2 separate regions of the Sus scrofa genome follow, and region 1 is linked to region 2. Evidence: chromatin contacts called from public Hi-C data. All regions are on one chromosome and are shown on one strand. The core of a region is the stretch at or near the end of the contact, and the rest is flanking DNA. Distances in the headings are between cores, read along the strand shown. Region 1 holds the start of GATA3 (GATA binding protein 3). Region 2 has its middle 240 kb from the start of GATA3.

Region 1 (5,916 bases), core at 1,167-3,666, 240 kb before region 2:
TTGTTTTTCCTTCTCCGCCCAAAAGGAATCCTCCAGAACTTACTTTTAGGTACGGTCCCGTCTATGTCGATTTTTTGTTTGTTTTGTATTTGTAGGGAATTTTATGGAATATAGACGCGAAGAGGGAATAATGTCTTCAATTACGATCACCCCAATCAAGCTCTTAGCACCGTCCGTGAGAAAGCCTGCGGGAGAACCCACACTCTCTCCTCGCACACATGGCTCTGGGGTGAGCCGCGCGTGGAACCTGAGTCTTCTCTTCCCGCCTGACCCTTGCACACCCTGGCCGCGTTTTGGGCCCGGGCGGCTGCAGGAGCCAGAGCGCCGCTAGGGGATGCAGTGGCTCAAAGCACAGAGAGAGGCCGGGGAGGTTGGAGCCCGCTGGGCCGGCCAATCGCCGCCCGGCCGCAGCCTTGCGCGCTGATTGGCCCCTTCTCGGCCCCGCCCCGTATGCCCCGCCCCCTCCTCGGAGCGTCTCAGAGCCCAGCTCCCTCCGCCGGGGGCTGCCCAGCCGGACTCAGCGAGTCCCGCGGGCTGCGGGGCCCCGGGGAGGTTGCTGCTGTCCTGCCCCGCGGCTGGGGTGGGGGGTCGGAGGAGGAGGAGGGGGCTGGGGAAAAACGCCGGGAGCCAAAGTAGGGCGCCGGGCGGGGAGTAGGGAAAAAGTTGGGTAACCGGAGTGAAGACCCGAGTGCTTTCTCTCCGGCCACTCTCCCTGTTCCTGGGGAGCCGGAGTCGCCCCCTCTCCTTTTCATCCTTCACTGTTGTCGCTCAAGTCAAAAGCACACATCGATTACAAATATTAGGTCTGGAAAGGACAGCTGCAACAGCTGAAACTTTCATCGAGAGGCTTCTAACGCGAGAGGTTGGGAGAATGTTGACCACGACCACCAAAGTAACGTGGACGTTTCAATCAAAGGCAGGCCCCGCCCCCCATTCCTCGCTCTCTTAAGCAATTCCCGAAAGAAGCACATCTCCGAGAACTTTGACGTTACATTTTTTCCCCCTGATCATTTTACGGATCCCAGAGACCCCACATCAATAAACCAGTCAATACCCAGGACTGAATACCGAAAAAATGTTTGCTCATTTAAAAAGTCAGAAAAAGAAAGGCTGCCTGTAGAAATAAACTTTATGAATGGGGCAGGCCGGTTTCCTCGGTACGGAATAATCTACCCAGCCGGATGAATTGGCAGGAGCGGGAGCCACATTTAAAGGGCCAGAGCGCGAATTCCCTCCTGCCCGCCCCCTCCACCTCAAACCCCGGGCCGCCTCGCCCACCCGCCCCGCTGCCCCTCCGCCCGAGCCGCCCTCTGCGGCGCCCCTTTCCGGTCAGTGGAGGGGCGGGGGGAGAGGCGGGGGTGCGCGGAGGGGGTGGTGGTGGTGAAGTCCTGAGCGGGTTTGGGTTGCAGTTTCCTTGTGCTTGTGATCCTGTCCCCTCCTCGCCAGCGCCAGGCTCCTCCCCCGTCGGCGCAGATGACACTAGAACCTCCTTAAGTTCCGTCGCGCCACAGCTGTCTGCGAACACTGAGCTGCCTGGCGCCGTCTTGATACTTTCAGAAAGAATGCATTCCCTGTAAAAAAAAAAAAAAAAAAAAAAAAAAAAAAAATACTGAGAGAGAGGGAGAGAGAGAGGGAGGAAAAGAGAGAGAGACGGAGAGAGCGCGAGACAGAGCGAGCCACGCAATCTGACCGAGCAGTTTCTGCTCGCCCAGGTCACACGCCTCCTTCTCCTCTCTGCTCCTCGCTACCCAGGTTGGTACTTGCGACTTTTTTTTTTTTAAAGTTTGATTTGTTTTCTCTCTCCATATGGAAGGACTTTAAAACATTAAAAAAAAAAAACCCCAAAAAACCCAACCTCAACTCTCCTCTTTTGGAGAGTTTCTAAGGGCTGGAAAGTAGGTCCAGGGACCTGGATCCCCGGAGGGAGGGAGCTGTCGTCCTAGTTGGAGCCGCTCACTCAGTCCCGGGCTCCCGGGAGAGCCGGGCAGCTGGGGATGTACTCGGGAGTCGCTCCCTCTCGGCGGTCTCCCGGTGCTCCTGGCTCCGGAGGAGGCGTGCGCGTGTGCGCGTGACCTGGGGGCGCGGGCGCGGGGCCGGGCGGCTCGAGGGTAGGTGGTGCCACTTCGTAAACTCAGGTGCTAAGTACTCAGGACCTCATCCAGGTCTCTCCTTTCCTTTGCAGGTGACCCAGGAGAGACTCAGTCTCGGAACGGCCGAGGAGCCTCACGCGCAGAATCCCAGCCAGCCCTCGCCTCCTTTTGCACTTCGGGCCCCTTTTATCCTTTCCTACCTATTTTTTTGGAATTTCTTTTTTCTCCGTCTTCTTCTCTTTGCTAAACTACCCCTCAAAGATTTTTTTTTTTTTGAAATCTCATTTGCTCACCTTTCTTCCTAGCTTTCCCATTCCCCCACTGAAAACAAATCCTTGAACGACCCCTGCTCCTCCGACGGCAGGAGCACCTGCAGAGCCGCGGAGCCCCCCGGACCGCCCTCCCTCTCCGCGCGCGGGTTCCGGGCCCGGCGAGAGGGCGCGAGCGCAGCCTGGGCCATGGAGGTGACGGCGGACCAGCCGCGTTGGGTGAGCCACCACCACCCCGCGGTCCTCAACGGGCAGCACCCGGACACGCACCACCCGGGCCTCGGCCACTCCTACATGGACCCGGCGCAGTACCCCTTGCCCGAGGAGGTGGATGTACTTTTTAACATCGACGGTCAAGGCAACCACGTCCCGTCCTACTACGGAAACTCGGTGAGGGCCACCGTGCAGAGGTACCCTCCGACCCACCACGGTGAGTTCGCCCCGGGTGCGGGGACCCCCGCCCAGCTGTCCCCGCTCTCCCAGGTCGGGAAGGCAGGGAGGGACCAGGGGGTGGGGAGACAGAAGCAGCCAAAGCCCCCAAGCGCCGTTTCTGCATCATTAAAAAATTTGGGGCCCGGAAATGGGCGAGGAAGGCGTCTCGATCGTCGCGAGAGTGTGTTTTTCAAAACAGCCGCAGCAGGCGGCTCTCCGCGCCTGCAGTCCCCGGGGGCCTGGCGCTCACCTGGCGGGCGCCGCGCTGCAGCCCTCTCTCCCGGCGCGGCCGCAGGTTTGGGGGCCTCCGAGGTCCCAGGCGCAGGGAGCCGAGCCTCTGCCTCCGCCGGCCACCGCTCCCCGGGCCGAGCATCCGGCGCCGGCCAAACCTGGCTCGGGCTGGGTTCTTTGAGGGGCTTCGCTTCCCCAGTTACCCCGTAGCTCTCTCTCGGGGGCTTCTGCCGGCGCGCCTGGGTGTGCTGCTCCGGCACATTTCCAGAAAGGCCAGAGAGACGCACTTAGTCGCAACCCGGTGTCCTGACCTTCCTCCAAAGCCAGAGCATTTGGTTTCTAGGCAGCTTTTCCACCTTGTGGCTCTAAGGAAAAGAAGTCTGGTGCTTGACGGGGGTTGGGGGGAAAGACCACCGTCTTAAGTTTGTGACACTGGGGTTCCCTGGATTCCCGGTTGCAGAGAATTCCCTGCGTCTCTGCTTTTCCGCGGCCTCATTGCTGTGCTCCGGCAACTCTCGCCCAGCTGTCCTCGGGCCTACCCCAGCGCCCCTGGGCTCCCCCCAAAGATTTAGGATCCATTAGGGTTTCTTTCTAGGCAGGAGGGATTCTAGTTGCCTTTTCTTTTCTTTCTTTTTTCCCTTTCTCTTTCTCGGTGAGAAGTTTGCAGTTCTGGAGTGGTAAAGAGAAACCTGGCCCTATGTAGTTGGGAGACAAGGTTTCCAGCTCCAAGTGTGTTTCCCTAGAAGACATAGCAACGTTTCAGGTGGAGGAAGTATGAGGGGCTCTCTGGCAGGTCTGCTCCAGTTCCCCTCCTTAGGTTCTCCGGGTTGGGGCCGATGACAGAGGCCCTCCGGCAGCAGGAGGTCTCCACCCTGCTGTCACCAGCTTTTAAACAATTGTTTCTGCAGATGGGGCGCTCTTTGCCCTTGTTCTGTGCACATCAGCAGTTAAGTGAAAATGCGGTAACTGCAGCCTTAATATTATTTACTACACCTACTTCCTGCATAATGTGAATCTTGACCCTTGGGGTTCAGAGAACTCCCCTTCCCCCTCGACTCCCCTCCCCTTCCTCTCTTAAGATTTTAGTTTCAGTATTGTTCTTAATGGTTAAATAGAATGTCAGATGCTGAGGCAGGTCCTGGATTAAAAGATCAATAAGTGCGTGCATTTGCACTTGCCGTTTAAACGTACCCTCTCAGAGCCTCTGGACCGGTCTGAGTTATGGCTGCCTTAAAACCCTGTGTTTCAAATGCAGGCTCAGATTCCTCTGGGTGTGAGCAAAGTAGACCCAGGCAGTGGAGTTTTGTGTCTCAGGGGCTCAGGTGAAAATTCACATATTGCGCTGGTGAAAATGCAACTGTGAGGGCCTACGGGCCTAGCTGACTTTTTTTTCAGTAGGATTTGGGAGGGTGGGAGAGGCAGACAAAGCTGCCACCCCAGGGTGCAGCCTTGGAAACCTTCTAAAACAGCCCGAGCAATCCATTTCCCTGCAAATCCCACTTCGGGCCTTGCCGATTATGAACTAGCCCTGAAGTTGGGTTACACGGAGGAACCCCAAATGGCCCTTGTCCTCTCCGCCATGTCCTCTTCTCCTGCAGGCACGGGGCTTGGTCAGCTGGGCGCTGCAGCTGGGTCTCTCCTGGGGTCCGCGTGTTTTCCTGCTTTTGAGCGGTGGCCGCGAGGCCAGCCTCACCCCTTCAGGCCTCATCTTTCACAGCGCATTCTCTTATCAGGCTGCCTGGGGTTAGGTCTGGGATGAGGGCCGCTGGGCCATTGAAGGAAACCAATAAATCAAGTCAGGTTCTAGAGAGACCTCAGGGGCTGGGATTTAGAAAGTGTATCTGGAGAGGCCGAGGAGGCCAGGGGCCTGACTCTGCTCCTTGGAGGCACCTCTTGGGTGTCAGACACAGGCTCTTCAAGCCCAGGATGTGATGGGAAGCCTGTGTGGGAGACAGGGGTGAAAAGTGCGGCCTGGTCCAGGGACTGCTGGGGCTGCCTGGGTGGGGGAGAGCCGGCCTGTCCGCCCAGCCCAGCCCAGGTCCCGGCTGTGTTGGGGTTGACCTGCCCCCAGGGGCTGGGGCTGATGGGATGATGCCCAGGTGTCTGGGGGCCTCTGGGGGCTGCTCTCACCTCCTGTCTCTCTCTTGTCCCTTCCTCTGCCCTGCGCAGGGAGTCAGGTGTGCCGTCCCCCTCTCCTGCACGGATCCCTGCCCTGGCTGGACGGCAGCAAAGCCCTGGGCAGCCACCACACCGCCTCGCCCTGGAACCTCAGCCCGTTCTCCAAGACGTCCATCCACCACGGCTCCCCGGGGCCCCTGTCGGTCTACCCCCCGGCCTCGTCCTCCTCCCTGTCGGCGGGTCACTCCAGCCCGCACCTCTTCACCTTCCCGCCCACCCCGCCGAAGGACGTCTCCCCGGACCCGTCCCTGTCCACCCCGGGCTCGGCCGGCTCGGGCCGCCAGGACGAGAAGGAATGCATCAAGTACCAGGTGCCGCTGCCCGACAGCATGAAGCTCGAGTCGGCGCACCCCCGCGGCAGCATGACCACCCTGGGAGGGGCGGCGGCGTCCGCCCACCACCCCATCACCACCTACCCGCCCTACGTCCCCGAATACAGCTCCGGACTCTTCCCGCCCAGCAGCCTGCTGGGGGGCTCCCCCACCGGCTTCGGATGCAAGTCGAGGCCCAAGGCGAGGTCCAGCACAGGTAGGAGCCTTCTCTCCCCCGGAGACCTTGCCCCTCGCCCCCCTCCCAGCTCCCAACTCCAGGGCGGGGACCAGAGCGCGCGGTCCGGCCCTGTCCCGGGAGCGGGGAGCAGGGTGGTGGTCCTTGGAGACTCGGTTTCTTCCCGTTCTTGCCTCTTCCAGTGTTGGGGCAAAGGGCCGGGAGGATCT
Region 2 (6,635 bases), core at 3,169-5,668:
TCCGTTGCCAAACAGTTAGAGTTTGTGAGATGCTCCTTCTTTATCCATAGCACCTCTTTCCTTTGGGTACATGGTAATTGCATGCCTTTCCTTCTGGATCGTTCTTGATTAAAGATACTATATCATCAATAACATGATAATAGTAAACGGGGTCGATGGACACTGAGTCCTTGTCTTAATTCACAGTGAAGCTCACTTATAAAGGAGATGCTCTTTCTTTTTATCCCTTTTTACAGTCAGGGAGAATGAGGCTTTACAAGGTTACGCAACTTGGGACAAAGTGGAGAAGGTGGGACTCAAATGCTTCAAACTTTAGGCTGTGATTTGGAGCCCTCCCAACCCTGGTAATCCTGCGCTTTACCTGTCCAACCATTCTGCTCTGCACAGCTAGGGTCAATTCCATGCGTGTCTCGCTGGTGGTCCCCACGGAGCCTCTACTAGTCTGGGGATGAGCATTTTAAAGGCAGGACACTTGTTTTAGTCATCTTTATGTCTTTGATCTTAGCTCAGTATCCAGCAAAGGACAGGTGCTTAATACATATTTGATGAATGAATAAATGGAAGTCCTAGAAAGAAAAGATGAGGTCTGCTAACCACCGATTCCCTTTACAGGAGACTCTGCTTTCTTCTGTCTTTGGGGGGATGCTGGTATTCTGCTCTCCTTCTCTGTCAGGTGTATCTGGAAAGTGACAAGATCACTATTAAATGGTAGAGACTGGACTGTGACTCAAGGAGCAGTGGTGGCAGAGAAACGCTTGAAAACATTACAAGCAGACAAACAGCACACGGGCCTTCTTTCCCCTTTGTCTCTTTGCAGATTGGCTCCCCTGGTCTGTGTGGACAGTCTATGAGCATAGCTGTGTTGACTGGTCCATGGACTCCATCCAATTCACTTGCATGTGATAGCCAGATTTGGACTTCACTCCCTCCTCAATTCTTGGGTATTTACCTGTCCTCGATGCCCTGACTTAGGGACTTAAAAGAGCCATTGACATGTAGAAAGAAGCACACAACCATGTGTTTACCTGTGATCCAGTAAGTGGAGGACTCCATGTGATAATTTTCAGTCTGAGTTGAACTCACAGACATGGGTACCCCAAAGCCAGTGCATATTTCCATTTCACAGACAATGAAATCAGCTCAGAGAGATTGAGAGACTTGCCCAAAGTCGTACAGCAAAGCCAAGCCAGAGCCTACTTCCCTGATTAGTAAGTCTGCCTCTCCTTTACTTTATTTTACCTTTGTATTCTCTTCTGATTAGTCTAAACTCTTAATATAAAACGATTTAGAAGGAAGAATTTTATTTATTTGAATTTAAATCCTTAACTGCAATAACTAGATAAGCAAGACTACGGACAAATGATACCAGATATACACCAGTTTATTTATATATGACTATCATTTCTATATGGATACATTATGAACCATTTCTATGTTTATATTATTTATACACTAGTTTTCCCCAACATTATCTTAGAAGTAAACATACCTTTAATATTTTAAGAAAAATGTCTCAGATATTAACTCTTCATGAATTTGATATTGGTGGCCGACTTTTGTTGTCTTTTCCAAAATGTTTTTTCTTTATTTCCCCAATCAGAATGACATTTTTACCAGTGTATATGGATACCCAGTCTAAAGACTATATTTTCCAGCTTTCTTTGCATCTTGGTGTGGCTGTATGTGTAAGTTCTAGCTAGTGAGCCCTGACAGGAAGTGTCAGAGACCCGGCTTCTCCTTCCTCATTTTTTTTTGGTTGAGATGTGGAGATAAAGGCTGGTGCTTGGCAACTCTTTTAGACCATTTGGCAGCATGCTAAAGATGGGTAGAGTAGCAAGATAAGGAGGTGTTTAAGACAATGTTGATTGTGAAATCGCTGTATATGACTTGGTCTGCCTACTTCCAGGCTTATTCCTAGCTTCACATTTTATGACCTGTTAAAACCACTGTTATTTGTTAATCCATGACAGGCAGCTTCACCAGATCTAAGTGATATGATATGCTGTATGATTTTAGAATCATTGGCTTAGATGTTATCCGAGAGGTCCTGAATAGACCTTTCTACATGTGGGGAAGGCGAGCACTTGACCTCACCAAAGAAGGTGGTATCTAGACTTTATGCCTTTTGGAAAATTCCCCCTGAATTATGATGGGCTTCAGTGAACAAGCAGAAGCCAAGATGCTTTAAATAACCTATGGAAGGCATTCTAATTTGCTTTCATTTTATTTCCCAAAGAAAGTATCCTTTAGAGGAAACAAAAATTATGCTCTGGTCCTTGGCTCCTCTTTGGGATTCTCAAATAAGCCTGAGACTCTAACTATGGAGAGTGAATGCGAGCATCTTCATTCTCTTATAATATAACTGATGAATAATATGGTTACAGTAACTTAACACACAGCTGATACCTGTATGTAAATAACAACCGGTTAAAGTGACATTAAAATGTTTATGTTCTTGATGGAAGATAAGAAAGGGAACATGTACATATGTAGGACTGGGTCGCTTTGCTGTACAGTGGAAATTGGCACAGTATTATAAAGCGACTCTGCTTTACTTAGAAAAAAAAAAACAAATAAAATGAACGATGAGGAAAAAAATTTTTTTTTAGTTCTGACCAAATCCACATCTCAATTATTTCTAACTTCACATTTGGTTTCTTCACATCATCAGTTCTTGAAAAATTGCCAGAGGAAGTGAAAACCAAGGGGGTTCCTCACCAACACTTGGCTTCCAAGCCTTAGAAATTTTACAAACCAACATCAACTCTCAAAAATACTGCCATTTAACTCTAACTTTGGAATTTGCTGTGGGAAAATACTTTGGTTGCATCCATGAAATCACCTTAATTGTGCTGCACTGAGGCAATGAAAGTGGCTGTGATGCAACCAGGGTATTAGAATTTCTGTGGTTCTTGTGCAAGATGAGGGCATCTTGTAGCCTCTGTATCTGTCAGGCAGAGCCTGGGGCAGTGAGCGATCCTGAAAGGAAACATCAAAGGAGCACGAATAATCCCAAGGGTGGAACTGTGCATTCCTGCAGGTCCCGCGGACCTCCTGCTGCCGTCTCGCTTCTCAGGCGGTAGGGTGGTGGTCATGGCCCCGTCTGCTTCTTTTCTACGTGAGCTTCTAAGCAAATTGCACCTCGCTAGATGGGTGACTTTGTCTTCTACATCTGTTTTATGAATTATTTAGAAGCCTGTGAACTCTTAAGTTGCTGGCCGACCAGATCAATTAAATCTTTTCTCCAAAGGACTTATTCCCAGACTCTTTGTGGAGACTGCGTGGATGAGAACTGTCCAGTCGTGTGGCCCTTGGAAAGAAGGAAAATGAGATCTGGCATTTGCTTGTTACCTTTTCATGTTGCGTCTATAAGCTCCGGCTTTTGGTAGAGCTCATTCTAGAAAGACATTAAGCCCGGAACCGACATCAAAACTCACTTCCTCCCTCAGACTGATTTGAGTAGTTTTCATTTGATTGACCTGAAGAGTCAAGATAAAAAACAAACACAAAACCCAAAAAACCACACTTCCTTTCCTGGCTTACCCAAATGGAAAACAATACGATGTTCTGGAAAAATGTCGTGACATCGGATGCATACTTTGACGCTCAAGCCTTTGGATGGAAGGCCGGAGAATGAAGGAAAAAGGCTCTGAATGCTTTAATAGTTTCCGACTTTTTTCCCAAGTGGGGAGGAATCTCTGGTAAAGGTGCATTGGTTGGCAGCAGTCTATTATCTTAACACAGTGTCATGTTCTACTTTCAGAGGCTGCGCTGTTAGTCATCACAGAGAAGAAATTCATGTATCAGGAGTGTTCGTTTCCCAACAACTGAGTCTGCATCACTGACCCACCACACCCTCAAATTAACCATTCGAGGTCGGTGGAGTAAAGCATTTCACCTGTTGCACACCTGGCCAGCAAGGTCCTTGGTGCCCTTGATAACTGCCCCTCCTCATTCTTCCAAGTCCTTTCTTGACTATTTACAACCGTCAAACTAACTGGGTTCAAGGGCTATAAAGATGGACAAGGATGGCATTCTTCTTTCTGCTGGGAGAGATCTGGCTTCCAGCTTTCCTGGGTCTACTCGATTTAACCATCAGATACATTCAGTGGGGTGGCCAGCTGGAGGCGGTGGTGCTAAGAGGTACCCTGGAATACAAAGGCCCCACCAGGCACTCATGAGTCCTGAACATCTGTGACTGCTTCGGCGAAATCCCATTTATTCCCTTGGAAGCATGGCAAGGACTGCTCTTTTTGCCCTTGTCTCCATCATCAAAAGGCAGCCTTGTAATGTGCTTGTGATCAGGCCGCAAGGGTCAGACCCGTGATTGCAGCTGGGAGGGAGGTGTGGGTCTGGCGGTGGGCGCCGCCTCAGCTGCTCTTACGTGGAGCGGGTCGGGAGGCTGGCAGCCAGGCGCCGGGGCGGTTTCTATGCGGTTGCTAGGGATGCTGCCTTAAATATCCCTGAAGCTCTGTGATCCAAATGGAGAAAAACTGACATTCTGACTTCCCATCTGAGAGTGGAATACGTGATTCACAGCCCTTCTGCCGCATTCATCAAGCCTTGTTTACATGGAAAGAAGCCAGAACAGCCAGAGCCAAGAGCTGCATTCGGAAAGCCAAGTAATGACGTCATCCGGGCAAAGCAGCCCCGGTAAACCACTTAGCTGGCTTAGGTGCCTAGTATTTAGCTGTGGAGCAAATCCCAGCTAAGTGTCGGAGGAACACCAGGGCGTTTGGCCCTGTTCTTGGGATTTACATGGTTGTATTACGGTTTGTTTATCAAATAGTGTAACACCATCGTTTGCTATTATCTAAGTGAGAAACAGCCCGCTCTGCCGGTGAGATGGCAATAAGAGACTTCCATCGCCCTTGCAGGGAGCAGGTGCAAACCGATGCATACACGCACGCACTCCAAACATGAAGGAGAAATACTATTTGTCCTGGTATAACACGATGCTCTATTAGTTATTTCAATCATATTCCTTTTTTGGGGATTTGTGTTCACAGCCACACATCGTTGGTCCCAAGATGGAATTATTCTTACCCCTAGAGAATTGCCGAGGAAAACTTTGGTTTTGGATGGATTGATGTGTTCCTTTCCCCTGGGGTGCTCCAGCCCGATTATTATTAGGAACCCATTTTTAGCTGAGCCTCTGGAACCTAAAATTTGTCCTTAGGGTAATGTAAGGTCCTGCTGCATGTCCAGTGTTGAGCTGAGTTAGGGATTAAGGCCGAGGTGGTGGATGCAGTGGACATGCTTCTTGTCTGCACGAAGTTTGGTTAAGTCAATCAGTCAACAAGGTTGATTTTCTCTGAGAATCACAGTGGAATCTGGCCATTCTTGTGTAATCCTATGAATGCCTGAATTACAGGCATGGTTTTTTGATTTTTTTTTTTTTTTTTTTTTTTTTGGAGACTCCTGAACTACCTCTTCTGGAGGGAAATCAAACACTTCCAAGTTAGAGTTTTGTCCAGTTCCAAAAGATTCATAAAATCCTCAAAATGAGAGCTTTTTTTTTTTTTTTTAAAAAAAAGTAAATACCACCAAACAAACAAACGAACAACCCCCAAAGGGTCAAGTAAATCTAGAGACTGACAAATAGCCCTTGAATAATTACAGTTAATTTTATTCTATTTTGTATACAAAGAGGTAGGATCTTTTTTTATAAAATGAGACCAGGGTGGATTTGAACTTCTTATTGAGCCAGTCCCTTTATCCAAAGGAGAAATTGTGCTGTTATGATCAGTGGAGTGATGTTTAGCCATTTCCTCCCGGTGCCGTTGGGGCTACACGTGGGTCATCAGAGGAGTAAGGACTTAAATAAAACAGTGAAATCATCTGCAAAGAATAACAGGAGTACAAGGGCCTTTGTGGGATCCATTCTTGGAGAAAAGTTTGCTTTCTGGGTTAGACAAACGACAAGGCAGTGGCAGCAGGCTTGAAATAACCTGACTCCTTGGAAGCCGAGATTCTACTTTCTGATAGGAACTGACACAGCACTTAATCTTCGGAGGCAGAAAAAATGGAGTTTTGTGCAATTTAGGAGACTTTCTGAAATGTTCTTTAAAACGAAGACCCTCTCTGCTTTGGCTTTTAGATGTCAAGCCATGGTTGGTTTGTGCTCTGGTTTGTTTTTCCCAGATGCGCATTCAATCTGGGCTTTTTTCCTGAAATGTATTATGAAATTTCAGAGTATTTCACAGTTATCTACCCAACTCTCTAGTTACATTGCGTGGGAAGTTAGCCCTACCGTGTGAGCAAGAAGAGCAGGCAATTGCCTTACATCTTGAAAATGGGTTTGGCGGTGACCTCCCCAAGAGGTGTCTGGCACGCTGGTAAAGGGAAAGTTATGGTCAGTTCAAGGTTTCATGACAAGACACCTGCTCATCGATACTGTACCATTTTACGAAAGTATTTTCCTTGTTGCCTTCTCTTGTCAGAGAATATCACTTGTGCACCAGGCTAGGTTAAGAAAAGTCAGTAGCCTGTGGTTGTTAACCACTCAAGCCTCAAACACTTTTTTTGTTTCAAGGAGTATAGACTACATTCTTCCTTTATTAACCTTAAACTGAGTCTATGTTCCCCAAACTCAAGTGGCATTTGATATTTAGCCACAAAAAATAACCAATGAA

The links. A called contact is a pair of places that touch in the nucleus more often than the background predicts.
Region 1: a Hi-C map of embryonic fibroblasts shows a contact between it and region 2, with 2.3 times the contacts expected there. The contact joins the promoter of GATA3 here to the enhancer-like site in region 2. A contact is called at or near these places in 5 of 47 Hi-C or Micro-C datasets (embryonic fibroblasts, epiblast stem cells, heart right ventricle and 2 more) and 1 of 2 datasets of contacts at active chromatin or transcription factors (skeletal muscle).

The regions. Positions count from the first base shown.
Region 1 is chr10:63,384,463-63,390,378 of Sscrofa11.1, reverse strand. GATA3 (GATA binding protein 3) reads left to right here and starts at 2,416. Exons shown (of 5, transcript NM_001044567.1): 1 at 2,416-2,789; 2 at 5,192-5,728. The coding sequence starts at 2,549.
Region 2 is chr10:63,147,809-63,154,443 of Sscrofa11.1, reverse strand. No RefSeq gene overlaps it. Among named protein-coding and RNA genes, the nearest start is that of GATA3, 240 kb to the left of the region's middle. Within about 2 kb of position 4,418, at least 14 of the 83 cell types and tissues checked have an H3K27ac peak or open chromatin away from gene starts, as enhancers often do. A contact at or near this core is called in embryonic fibroblasts and retroperitoneal adipose tissue, where this site is marked.